2 separate regions of the Rattus norvegicus genome follow, and region 1 is linked to region 2. The links are chromatin contacts, called in public Hi-C maps. All regions are on one chromosome and are shown on one strand. Each heading gives the region's core, a stretch centred on a gene start, on an enhancer-like site or on the middle of the called end of the contact. The rest is flanking DNA. Distances are from core to core; before and after follow the strand shown. Region 1 holds the start of Gadd45g (growth arrest and DNA-damage-inducible, gamma). Region 2 overlaps LOC120097809 (a long non-coding RNA gene).

Region 1 (6,600 bases), core at 158-2,657, 140 kb before region 2:
AGTGTCGTGATCTGCGGGTGAACAGTCTGGAAGCCTGGTGTGCAGGTCTCACGGGGCAAACGATAAGTTCAGAAATCTCCCAAGATCGCTTCGAATTCTATTATATCATCAGAAAAGAACTTTTGAAAAAACATTTTTAAGTAGTTGAAATATTTCAAAAATCTCATTAGACAAACGGATTCTTGGTCCCGGGCGGCAGGCTCCTTTCGGTCTCCAGGCCAGGGGCGCAGGAGCTATACTGATTCTAATTGATGCGCATAATAGCACAGGGTTCTCGGTGCCTGGGGTACCTCGGCCCTGGGAGGTCAACGCGAGGCAGTATGTGGTGGGAGGATAGGAAGATCTGGATTTTTCTAGGTCGGCCTGTAGGCGGCGCCCTGGGAAAAGCATTGAGGAACAGCGTGCGCCGAGCTTCCAAGTCACCCCGGAACCTCTGGGTTTGGGGTGCAGTATCCCTGTGTGTACAGCTCTCTCCCGAGCTTGGCACGCGTGTATCAGAATCCCAGCAGCCAGCATAAGCCTAAGAGGTGCGCACCCAGGGGCGGGGGAGCGGCACGCGGCTCCGACCCTCACGCGCCGTGCAACCCCGCGACCCCCGCGCGCGAGGGGGGCTCTGCCCACCCCACCGGCGGCAGGTGGACAGTGTTGCTATGAAAGAGAAAGCGTCGATTGTCCTCACTGTGAACTGCCACACGCCAGACCTCCTCTTTTGTGTGCCCCGTATAGAAATGCAAACGAGCCGCGTGTGCCGGCAGCAATCTGCTAGTCCCTGCTGCCCGCGCCCCACAGCGATCTGCTCCGGGTAGGGGTGGGGGATGGGGGGCGGGAGAGCTTAGACCTTGCAGCCGTGACCCCGAAAGGCGCTAAGTCCTGAGTCCTTAGTGGCAGTCTAGGCCTAAAGTCAGTTGCAGTTGCAAACCTTTGACTTTTAAGTTTCGGTTTCGGTGCAACAGTCCCGTAAACTTCAAGTTGAAAAAAAAAAAAAAGAAAAAATTAGAAAGGTCGCAAAAAAAAAAAAAAACCAAAAAGTGCAAACAAACAAAAAAGGCGTTTACATTTTCCAAGTGTGCATTCTACAAATTCCAGTATCGTATTAGCAAACAACGTGCTATTTTTTTAACTTTTTCCTTTTAAGGACTTACAAAAAAGAAAGGCGAGGTGAAATCTGCAGGCTCCAGTCTGCCTGGTAACACCCTGACAAAAGCGGCAGATTTGAGGCTGTGTCATCCCCCGCACCCCTCCCCACGTGGCCTTCTGGCACGAGCCGCAGGCCTGCCGCCTCATTTGCATCAGAAAGCGGGCGCTGGCCAATGGGAGCGCAGCCTCCCGCCAGCTGGCGGCGGCGCGCGGAGCCGGTCTATAAAAGGACTCTCCCTGCCGAGCCTGGCGCACTCGCTGGTGGTGGGCGCGGATCGTCTTTGGGAATCTTTACTTGCGCTCGGGTTCCCTCTGCACTCTTCACTTTTGGATAACTTGCTGTTCGTGGATCGCACAATGACTCTGGAAGAAGTCCGTGGCCAGGATACAGTTCCGGAAAGCACAGCCAGGTGGGTTTGGGGGTACAGAGAGTTGTCGGGTAGCGATCTCTCGGGGTCCTCCAGGATAGAAGTTTGCAGGGTGGGAGCCATGCACTGTCTGGCTGCGAGGTGCAGAGGCGCGGGACCAGGATTATTACATTCGATTCGTGTCTAGAGCTAGAGTTTGGGGTGCCGGCACCTGGTCGTTGTTGGGGAGCCTGGGATACGGGTACCAGATCAGAAGTAGGGAACCGGGAGTTACAGGCGCCAGGTCGAGACTGGGTGATGGGGAATGAGGGCGCCAGATCATGACTAGGGTGCCAGAGGTGTGGGCGCCAGGTCGGGACTGGGGATCCGGGTGTGTGGGCGCCAGGTTGGAGTTGGGAGGCAGGAATGCTGGCGCCAGGCAGGTCTAGGCTAAGGGGCCAGCTGGGACTTGGAGGTCAGGGCAGGGATCTCTCTGTCGCGTCCCCGTGCTGGTCCCCCACTCACGGCGCTTGTTCTTTCACAGGATGCAGGGCGCCGGGAAAGCATTGCACGAACTTCTGCTGTCGGCGCAGCGCCAGGGCTGTCTGACCGCTGGCGTCTACGAGTCCGCCAAAGTCCTGAATGTGTGAGTGTAGAAAGGCCCCGCGTGCAGGGATTAGGGTTGGCGCGGTGGGGAGACCTGGGGGTGGCATCGACTCTGACCTTGTGCTTCCCATCTGCTCTGCAGGGACCCTGACAATGTGACCTTTTGCGTGCTGGCTGCCGACGAAGAAGATGAGGGCGACATAGCCCTGCAGATCCATTTTACGTTGATCCAGGCGTTCTGCTGCGAGAACGACATTGACATCGTGCGCGTGGGAGACGTGCAGAGGCTGGCGGCGATCGTGGGCGCCGACGACGAGGGGGGCGCGCCGGGAGACTTGCATTGCATCCTCATTTCGGTGAGCGCTCCCACTCACTACCTCTCCACGCCAGTCCCCCAACCTGTCCTGGCCAACGATAGGCATGGCTGACCCCTGTATTTCTTTTCTTTTTTTAAATCCAGAACCCTAATGAAGACACATGGAAGGACCCTGCCTTGGAGAAGCTCAGTTTGTTCTGCGAGGAGAGCCGCAGCTTCAACGACTGGGTGCCCAGCATCACCCTTCCCGAGTGACAGCCTGGCAGGGACCTTGGTCTGATCGACTTGGTGACACTCTAGCGCGCTGCTGGCTCTGGAGTGGCCCTCCGAGGGCGCTCGAGTGCGCATGGAGACTGGCAGGCGATGTTGCCTGGAGAGCGAGGAGCGCGGCCTCCCAAGAAGGGGGTCTGGCGGCAGCGGGGACATCTTGTTCCGAGCCCAGGACTCTGCCAGTGTCCGGAGAGGCTGCTAGCACACGAAGGCCTGGCAAGGACGTTGGCCCCAGGGCCGGGAAGAACCGACCAGCGAGGCAGGTGTGACTCAGCAAGCAGCCTTCAGTGAAAGGAGGGGAAAGGCAAGGCAGGAGGCCGCCTGGACTTGGTACAGCTGCAGGAGAGGCCACTGCAGGAGCGAGCCGGACTTAGCAGACTGCACTGCTCTTTCAAAAACGGATCCCGGGCAATGCTTTCATTTTCTAAAGGACGCTATCGTGGAAGCTTTGAATTTCACAATAAACTTATTGAAACAAACTTATGCTTCTTATTGAGGGTCGGGGATTCTTATCTCGGGAGGGGTGAGGGAGGCGGTCAAGGGTGTTTCTGGTAGTTGATGGAGCTTGGGACACCCGTGACCACCTCTCTTTCTGTCTTGGGCAAGAAACAGCCTCCTGGGGCTGGCAGTAGGGGGAGGGAATGCTGGCGAGTAGTAAAGGGGAATACTGTTTGAACCTTTCAGGAAGATTTCAAATTTGCAAGACAGGAGCATACTTGATAAGGCATCCTGGTGCAGGAGCTCAAGGCTTGCAATCCAATCCGATAACTGTGACTTCTGCCTCCAGCGCCCCCCCTCCCCCACTCCGCCCCCCTCCCCCACCTTTGCCTGGACAGCTGCTTATCTGAACAGCTTGCTGGAGGCCCTGTGCCTTCCAATACAATGAGCTTGCCTTCTGCAACTCTGCCCTTGGTGTGGTGGCTGTGGATGGTGGATGGGGGCGGGTAGCTCTAGCTTTCAGGAACTTTCTCCTTTTAATTGTTCTGACAAAGCTACGCTACTAAGGTATTAATATAAAATATGACACCAGTGAGTGCGTTTTAAGTATGAATCATCATTTTGTCACAGCCGTGATGGAAGCTACAGTATCTTAGCAGAAGTTGGAAGGCACTGTCTATATAAATAGGAGTGAGCCAGTCTGAGTGGGGCGGGCATCTGCTAGTTCCTATTCTCAGTGCTTCTGCCCACATCAGGGAGGACTGCTGCTACCCGCAATTCCTTTTAAAGTCAGAGGACAAACGCTTGGGAGCCAAGATTATCTTTTGAGAAGGATCTGGGGGAAACGTCCCAGAGAGAGGACTTTTTCTGTAGCTTAGTGCTTCTGGCTTTCACTGCTCATTCCAGGCTGTGCTGACGGATGGGGGGAAGCCCACGTGGGGCTTTCTGGCTGTCAGCTCTGCTGCCGGGCAGAGCTCGAGCCTTCGGGGAAGGGAGGGGTGGGGTGCTGTTTTTCTAAGAAGGCCATTGGGCTGATTTACCAGCAGTGCTTAGGGAGGCTGGTTTGCCGGTTGAGTGACACTTTAAAAAAAAAAAAAAAAAAAACCGCCACAGCGCATTCTGGAAGCCTGTACAAGGCAACAGGAAAACTGCAGGAGTGCGACCACATTTCCTGTAAGGAAAAATGCCTTTTTTTTTTTCCTCCAAACCATCTCCAGTGAAAGAATGCAGCCACAGTCGTGCCCCAAATAGCATCACTGCTTCACTTGGCCATTAATTTTTTTTCTTTAGGGGGGAGTCTTGCAGTGGGGGAGTAGATCTGTATGCTGGTAAAAAGAAATAACTTTTTGCCATAAGTGTTCAACAGAACATTACAGGCTGGCAGACCCTGGTAGGACCTTGAGTTGGCAGTCGGTAGGAAACTTGGCTTTCTCTGATTGGCCCTTACTTTGCCACCACCTGTTAGAGTTTTAGGAGACAAGAATTTCCAGGAGGGGGTGAGGGTAGGGTGGGGGCGGGGAGTAGGAATGCAGGGTTGGACCACTAGTGGCTGGGAGGGGATGATTGTGGCCCGAATTTGTGCTGAATTTTTTTCATATATGTATGTTAATATTATTATCATGAACTAACCAAGAGGGCATAAAATAAATTATATGGTGTGCAGTTATTTAGGTCCTGGCCTCAAACTCAGCATGCAGTTAAGGATAACCTCGAACCACTGTTCCGGCTGCCTTCAGCTCCGAAGTGCTGGATTATGCGCGAGCGTGGGCCACCACACCCCATTTTGTGCAGTGTTGAGGATAAAACCCAGGCAAGTTCTCTACAACACACACAACACTTTGCCATCCTTCAAATGCATGGAGTTTGCAAACACTTCCTTCCATGCTTACAGTGACCATCGGTGAATGTGCATGGATAAATCCTAGACCCATGCTAAGCATGACACACATGTCCAGGCATGGAACATGAGTGTTGAGCCTCAAGAAAGCACTGGATGAGTGTTAATGACTTAAGAGCTAGTGGCGAAAGAAGGAAAACGTTCAGCCACAGAACAAAGACTGCCGGGCCACCATCAGAGTGTCGAAGGCTTGCAGCTTGTGGGCTGCAGGCTGATTCAGGAATGACACCTGTTTTCCAGGGAGAAGTTTTTTGTATTTAGAAAAGTTACAAATTCATTTGGAGAAAACTTGCACAATGAAAAAAAAAAAAAAAAAAAGGAACCAAGAGACATTGTAGCCCAGCTGGGACAAACATGGGGTTTGCCACTGGGGTTTGCATCTTGCAGACACACAAGCACACTGTATCAACTTTTGCCACTTTCCTTTTCAGTGGACAGTCTCTTGCAGCCTCCTTGGAGTGAGTGATTTCAAAGACTACAACCAGCTCAGGGGTGACAATACACGTTCCAGTCTGATCCAGCCGGCGAGCCTTCGCCTATGTAGTCTTTGTCAAACAAGACAAACACCTGGAGCCGGGGATATGGCCCAGTATTTAAAGTGTTGTAGACAAAGGATTCAAGCCCCATGATAAAACGTCTGAGCATGGTGCTATGGGTTTATACTCCCAGTACGGCGTAGGCCGAGACAGGAGGATCCAGCCTTGCCTTTGATAAGGTCCAAGTTAGTTAAGAGACCTGTCTCAAAAAGAAAAGGTGGTTGGGGCTGGAAGGATGGCTTAGTGGCTAATGATGCCCACCGAGGCAGTTTACAATTGCCTGTAGCCCCAGCTTCAGGGATCTGATGTTTTCCTCTGCAGAATTCTAAATGTCCAGTGTCTAAAACAAACCCGTAGCACTGCTCCAGAGCAGGAAAAGTCAACTGTGCTGCTCTTTTACTGTAAAACCTGTCTTAGCATTAGACGGTTGCTGTAAAATTTGCCCTGGCACATTTCCCAAAGATGAGACGGATACAGAGGTAGCAGAGAAGGCAGGGTGCTCGCCACCAAGCCGGATGATCTGACTTTGATCCCCAGAACCCACATGGCAGAAAGAGAGAGCAGACTTCTGTAAGTGTGCTGTTTCCCCATGGGCACACACACAAGATGAATAAATCAATTAAAGAAAGATTAAGATAATTGAAACCAAGACAGAACTGGGGGGTTCTGGGAGGGCTAGGCAGCCCTGTTCATGCAGAGCACAGAGCAGTGTCTACTCAGGGAGCCTTCCTTCCCAGGAAGATGATAGGACAGAAGGATCTCCGCCACTTAGTGTACTTCTAAAGGACATAGTTCTGGCATTAAGCACTTCATTAAAAGATTTACCCCAGTGGGAAAAAGCAAAAATTAAATTTTCCAGATGAAGAGAAAACCAAACAAGGCTGGGAAGCCAACTGAGAGAATAGACTTTTTAAAAAATATCTATTTAAAAAAAAGATTTCGAGGGGTTTACCATTGGTTTTCTAGGCCATCAGCCCCCTGAACTTTTCCTTCAGGTATGTAACTATTCTGACAAGACAGAAGATATGTTAAAGAGAGATTCTTGTGAATTCA
Region 2 (6,975 bases), core at 3,115-5,614:
TGTTATGCTGTAAGGCCGTGTGTGGACAGGAGGTTCATACATGTAGACACACGGCTTGAAAAGAAGTGGGCCCCAATGTGAGGGGAAGATCCTCGGAAGGAGATCAGAGCAAGGAGAAGAAGCCCAATCAGAGGAAGCATTACGACAGGTGTCAACTGATTCCTGTAGCTGCAGACTTGGCTACCCCTACTGAGACCTGTGTTCAAGGGGATCCTGTCAGGCCCTGGGAAACTCTGTACTTGTGGAGTCAGAAGAGAATGATTAAGCAGCTTTTTAGCTATGGCCTAGGTTGAATTGTGACTAACAATTAAAAAAAATTCATGTTGCATGTAGAATGTAAAGCTGTGATTATTTTGTTCTATTTTAAAATCTCAGTAAAAATACCCTTTCCCCCTACCCCGACCCCTGTGTGTGACTTCCTTCACAGAGAGTGAGTGAGAAAGGTATCGGTGGAAGCAGCCCCGGAAATTATAATGGCTTATCCACAGTTGTCCAAGACATTTGTAAAGACAGTTCCTGTTGGTTTTATGGCTCTCCGGCATTTCCTTATCCAGAGAGATTCAGTAACCAGAGCAGCAGCTGTGCCTCCCTCCTGTTCTACTGGATCAACAAGTGCGTGCATGCGTGTGGTAAGTGTGTGTGGTGTATATGTGTGTGTGTTGTGTGTGTGTTGTGTGTGTGTTGTGTGTGTGTGTGTGTGTGTGTTCATGCACGTGTGTGACTTCAGACCAATCTATAATATAAAAGTCAGGAGGGCTGGGCTGGGGTGAGGAGAGGACAGTGAGTGTGGCTGGTTGGTGGAAGTTTGCCAATGACAACAGGTTTAGTTCCACACCTTCCCTGAGCTGGGTTCCATGGGGACAGAGCCTCAGGACAGGCTCAGACAGAGAGACAGGCGATCCTGGGACCTGTCTGTGGTCTGCATCTTGTCTCTCGGGGTGAAGTGAGTGCAGAACGGGACCATTCTCTTCAAATTTCTGAGCACCGCTAAGACTGTTCTTTCTCTTGTCCCTGAGGTCACTGGAGAATGAGGTGTATTACTGCACTATACCTCGTTCTTTAGTCGCTGGATAAGCTGTAAGAATTGGCCATGGGATTTGAAGGTCTTCAGTGATGTCCTTTGTCTGGTGGGCCCACACCTGCAGCATAGAACGATTCCATTTCCAGTCCCCTCCCCCTCAGGAAATCTTCATTTTTCCCCCCTCTTTCCCTGGTGCCTTGACTGACCAACTCAGAGTTTGGGGGAGCATCAAAGGTGTAAATCAGAGTCCCTGGAACCCTGCAGCACCCCTGGAACCCTGCAGCCTGCTCTGTAGAAGGCTGGCTGTGTTGGAGTGGGGCTGCTGTGTTCTCCAGGGTCACGAAACGCCTACACTCCACTTCTCTGAATATTCACATGGCCCCATCTGACGGTTAAGGACACTGGAAAGTATTCTTCTGCGGTACGTTAAGGGTTTGAAGGACAGATGTCATTGTGTGGAGCACACACAGGAGGCATTTTATTCAAGTAGGTTTGTAGTAGGATGCACCTGGTTTAGTTGAGGACAATGTACTCAACCCACCCAAGGAGTGTCTCTCCCACCCAGGCTCACCAGATGCTCTTCATGCAATGACCCCAAGTCCCCTATATTAAAGCCTTCTTTCTATTTTTTTTTAATAGGTTCTGGGGTGGAACTCAGACCCCCATGTTCACAAGGCAGGCGCTTTACCAACTGAACCATCTTGCCAACTTGACCCCGATTGAAGCGCCGAGGTTGGTTGCTGCTCATGGAAACCTGGTAATTTACCCAAAAAAAGGTAAATAAGGGAAAAATAAAAAATAAAAAGAAGCAGAAAGAAGACTCTGCTGGTTAGATTTTATGTCAGTTTGACACAGGCTAGAGTCTTTTTAGAAATGAGAACATCAGTTGAAAAAATGCCCCGCCAGCTTGCTTTGATTAGTGATTTATTGATTAGTGATAATGTGGCTGGGCCAACACCCATTGTGGGCAAGCAGTCCTGGGTGTATAAGAAAGCAGGCTGAACAAGGCATGAGGAGCAAGCAGCATTTTCCTACGGCCTCTGCTTCGGCTCCTGCCTCCAGGTTCCTACCTCGTCTTCTCTCAGTGCTAAGCCGTAAGGTGAACAACTCTTTCCTTCCTGCGTGGCTTTTGACTGTGGTGTTTTATCACAGCAATAGAAACCCTAGCTAAGACAGGGGCAAAGGCAACAGTTTTCAGAGTTAAATGCTGGCAATTGTAAGCCAAGCTTCAAGTGTCAGTGGGAAGAGACTCACAGGAGGATCCCAGACACAGCCCTGTCCCCCAGCTCTGATCTGAAGGCTCACTCTTCATTTGCATGACACCACTGGCAGCTACAGGAGAGTCAAGAGGCCCATTAGGGTGCTTTGGGCCTTGAGGTCCTTTCTGGAACTTAGTTGCTTTGCAGCATGTCCTGGGCTCAGGTGTACTCCTGATAGATAGATTCTGGACAATTTCCATCTGGGGCTAATGTCTGTTCTCAGAATCCAAGTTCTTGGGCCAAGGATGATGGAGAAAGGACTTGCCTTGCAAGCACAAGGACCTCTCTTGGATCCTGAGGATCCATGTAAAAACAAGAAACCTCGGTATGGTGGTATGCTGTACTTGTAATCCCTGCCCGGGGAGAGAGACAGGCCAACCACAGGCTACAGGCCTGTGAGAAACCCTGTCTCAAAAACCAAGGAAGACAGTGTCCTGAGGAATTATGCCTCAGATCTCTCTCTCTCTCTCTCTCTCTCTCTCTCTCTCACACATACACATAGACACACACACACATATATACACAGGTATACACACACATACACACACATACACACCCCCCACATACACACACATACATATACACATACACACATACACACACACACCATACACACACATATACTCATACATAGATATACATACACACACATACACACACACACATAGACACACATATATATACACGTATATACATAGACACACACAAACATATATACACACGTATACACACACATACACACATACCATACACACACATATACAGATACATAGATATACATACATACACATAGGCACATACACATACACACACGCACCATACACACATACATATATACATACATAGATATACATACACATACACCTACACACACACCTACACACACACACACATAGACACATACATACACACACATATACACACACATACACACCATACACACACATACACATACACATACACATACACACACACACACACACACACACACACCCCTCTAAATTCTTGGCTCCCTATACCTGCCGTTTGCAGCCTCTCTGAGTGACATGTTCCCTACAGAAGCAGCATCCCTTGTTTGTGCTAACAGTCACCGCTTTTCCTGCTTCTCTTTCTTCACTTGAGTAGCCAAAGACGGCTCGATACCGAGAGGAAATCATCTCCAAATAAGACAAATCACAGCACCCTGTTTACACAGCAGCAACTCAATTACTGTTTACCCTTTCTGCAGTGAAGGTTATCATGATACTCAAAGAGAGACCCAGAGCTGTCTGCCCTTTCCCCACTTCTGCAGGAGCCGGTCTCTTGACCAGACAATTACCGTAAAATACTCTCTCTCTCTCTCTCTCTCTCTCTCTCTCTCTCTCTCTCTCTCTCCTTAGTGAGAGAGATCATATCAGTTCCTCAGAGTGGGAGGTATTATATGGCCTCAATCCTTCTGAATAGACACGGGCAGGCTTGACACACTCTCTGGGAGTGATTTCTGTCTTCAGGGTTTCTATTGCTCTGATAAAACATTGCGACCGAAAGCAACTTGGGGAAGAAAGGGTTTATTTAGCTTATACTCCTAGGGCATCCTTAAGGGATGTCAGGGCAGGAACTTGGAGGCAGAGATCATGGAGGAGTGACACTGGTTTCTTTCCCCTTGACTTTCTCTGCCTGCTTTCTTACAGCACCTAGCACCTCTAGCCCAGGATTGCGCACCTACACTGAGCTGGGCCCTTTCCTATCAATCATAAGAAAATGTACCACAGGCTAGCCCATAGATCAATCTGGTGGGAACATATTCTCAATGGAGGTACCCTCTTCTAAGCGACTCCAGCTATCTCAAGTTGATAAAAGAACTGGGCAGCGCATGCAATGAATCTAAAGAGCTAGCTAGGTTTCTGGAGAAATGGGCTGACGGTTTAAGATGGTTTTTTGGGCCACTGTGTCTGAGGTATGGGGAGCTATCTGGAGGTTGCTCATGGGTTCAAAAGCAAGAGGACATGGCTGAGTGACTGGAGGGCTGTGTGAAGGAGTGGGTGCCAGGGACAGGCTGTTGACAGCCACTTTCTCACAGCTATCAGAAAGACAGTAACTACCAGGCCCTGAGGCTGATGGCTGATCCAGAGTTGGGTAATCTTGTGGTATGTATTGATTTTTGCATCATGCTAGACCAAGATTAATGAGTGTTTGGTTTCTTTCTAGCCCAGTTTTCTTAAGGCTCCCAAAACAAAAGTAATTGTCTGCAGGGGCAAGTATGGGAGAGTACACAATGCCACCAGTTCCGGAACCGTAAGGGCCACACCGTGCTCCACTTTGTTCTCCAATTAAGATCTCTGAAGTGCCCTTTGCTAGTGGCTTTGGTGTCTGTGGTCAGGCTTGTGACTGGATTTTCTTCCACAGGCCCTATATCTATATTCATCAATATCAATATCTGTCTGAGGCTCCCCATAGGTCCTGGGCCCTGCTTCTGCCCAGTGCCTCAAGCAGCAAACATGTATTTAGGTGCTGGGGTCCCCTCGGCTGGTGCAGGTATGATGGCCACAGATATGTGTGCGTGTGTGTGTGTGTGTGTGTGTGTGTGTGTGTGTGTGTGTGTGTGTACCAGGACATGCAGGGGATTTCAGTTTTCTCTTACCACGTGGGTTCTGGAGACTGAACTCAGGTCATTAGACTTTAACCTACTGAGTCAGCCACCTTGCTGTCTCTACACACACGTGTTCTGAGACAGGTTCTGTCAGTGCACCCGACACCCACAGATTCTGCAATACCAGCTGGCCACCGAGCTTCAGAGGTCGCCGGCTCCATTCCCCCAGCACTGGAGTCCCAGACATCTGTGTTGCCGCATCTACTTGTGTGAAGGTTCTAGGGACATCAGTTCCGGTCTTCACACTTGCCCAGCAGATGGTTCACTTCCCTAGACCCTCGATGACTCTCTTATGTCTTTTTAAGATCAAACGTGTCTCCTTGGTGACACCGGCTCCAGGGCTCACGGAAATGTTTAGAGACAGCTGGTCCCGTTGCAGTCCTCACCTAACCTGTCTCTATGGAGCTGGCGAGTCACCACGCTCATCCGATGCTCTTCCTCCCCAGCTCTCTGCCAACAGGCAACAAACCAAACACGATGTGCATTTGTCTCTGGGTCCTCTGCTGACTGAGCCGAACTCCTAGCTTGGGGATGCTGTCATGAATGCATGCCCGGGTGTTTCTGCAACATGCCTTACACATCTGACTGGTTTCATCACCACAGAACTGTGCAAGCGAGTTTTTGTGTTTGTTCTAAGCACCCCAAACCCCATGTCTAGGAATATGGAGGTGCAGAGGAACCCCAGCCTCAGACCACACGGCTTGGTCTTGGCAAACAGCTGGCCAACGTCCTCAAGTGACTCTTTGAATGGAAGTCTTACGTAAGAAAAAACATTTGTTTTGTGGGGAAGACAGCTTCTTAGAAAGGGCATGTTTTAGCTCTTTTTGGACCATGGCTTTGATGTGCGGACACTCGCCATTTACACACTAAGGTGTGTGCTTGGGTTTGGGGTCAGCCTTTTGATACATCATCTAAGACCCGTGAGATCTGTGGACTTTGACAGTGCAGGAAGCAGGTGTTGTGCTTCCTGCACCAGCCCCTTGCCTTGACATTCTAGACGTGTACTGTGGTAACTATTTCTACAGACACTTGAACAAATGTTTATTCAACCCAGATGGGGGTGTGGGGGGAAGAACGACATCCACACCCAGGTTGTTGAACTGCTGGACTTATTTAGGTTACTTCTAGGAGCTCGGGTGAGGGGTTATTTACAGGAATACGGAGACCTCTGAACATTTCTTCATCCAAAAGTTCTACCCTGGCATGGGTGATGGCTTCCTCATAGCTACTTAACTAGAACCTTCCTTCAGTTAAGCCTTCACCCTCTACAAGCTCTCGAACCTTCCCAAACCATGTGCAGCCGGGGCAGAATTACACACAGCTGGAAGGAGGCTGCAGGGGTGAGTGGCTGGAATATCAGCTCTCAATCTAATCACCTTCTCCATTCCCCTGATGTTAGGGACTACCAATGGGTCTGATCCCATGAGGGTCTCCTGAGGGTACCAAGAGCTGTTCTGATAGTGACCGCTACGCTGTGCCCAGAGGACAACATTCCACAACTCTGTGGAACTGAGGCTGTTAAAGAACTTACCTTAGAGGGCCATTCACCTCCTCAGCTTGCTTCTAGGAGCTGATGTTACAAGCTTCTGTTTCTTAGTCTTAGACAAATCTCCTCAGCAGTGAGGGTCAGGGGCCAGACTGTTATTACTCCCATGTATGAAAACTCCATTTGTAGTCAGAAGGCCTATTTTTCTGTTTGTAAATTATCATCAACATCCATCCATAAGATCTCAGGCCTCATTTACCCAGTGAATTCTGAGTAGCTACTTAATGCTCAGGCATAAACAATGAGAGTACGGCAGTTACTTTATAAACAGGCGGGCATGGTGTGGGCCTGAGAGTTTCTAGATAGAACGTGTGTAGTAATTATAAGGCCAGAGAAGAAGTGTAACTTAAGAATTGAGGCGGAAAGTGTATAAGGGTCAGATCATCACAAGGACAAAAAGGGTGGAGCCGAACTGAGGGTGGTGGATCTGCAGGGCCTGTCTGAGAAGAGGCTGCTGAGATGGCACACCATGGAACAAACTCTAAGCACAAAGAGTGTTCTAAGACGGTGTCTGTGAGGA

What was found. A called contact is a pair of places that touch in the nucleus more often than the background predicts.
Region 1: a contact with region 2 is called in a Hi-C map of liver, with 4 times the contacts expected there. The contact joins the promoter of Gadd45g here to the enhancer-like site in region 2. A contact is called at or near these places in 8 of 12 Hi-C or Micro-C datasets (the A7r5 cell line, frontal cortex, kidney and 3 more) and 1 of 1 datasets of contacts at active chromatin or transcription factors (oligodendrocytes).

Annotation. Positions count from the first base shown.
Region 1 is chr17:13,525,158-13,531,757 of GRCr8, reverse strand. Gadd45g (growth arrest and DNA-damage-inducible, gamma) reads left to right here and starts at 1,407. Exons shown (of 4, transcript NM_001077640.2): 1 at 1,407-1,547; 2 at 2,029-2,130; 3 at 2,233-2,446; 4 at 2,551-3,152. The coding sequence starts at 1,495. The coding sequence ends at 2,661.
Region 2 is chr17:13,390,375-13,397,349 of GRCr8, reverse strand. It overlaps LOC120097809 (a long non-coding RNA gene), which reads left to right. Exons shown (of 3, transcript XR_005495575.2): 2 at 1-629; 3 at 1,661-6,975. Among named protein-coding and RNA genes, the nearest start is that of Gadd45g, 140 kb to the left of the region's middle. Within about 2 kb of position 4,364, at least 2 of the 93 cell types and tissues checked have an H3K27ac peak or open chromatin away from gene starts, as enhancers often do. A contact at or near this core is called in liver, where this site is marked.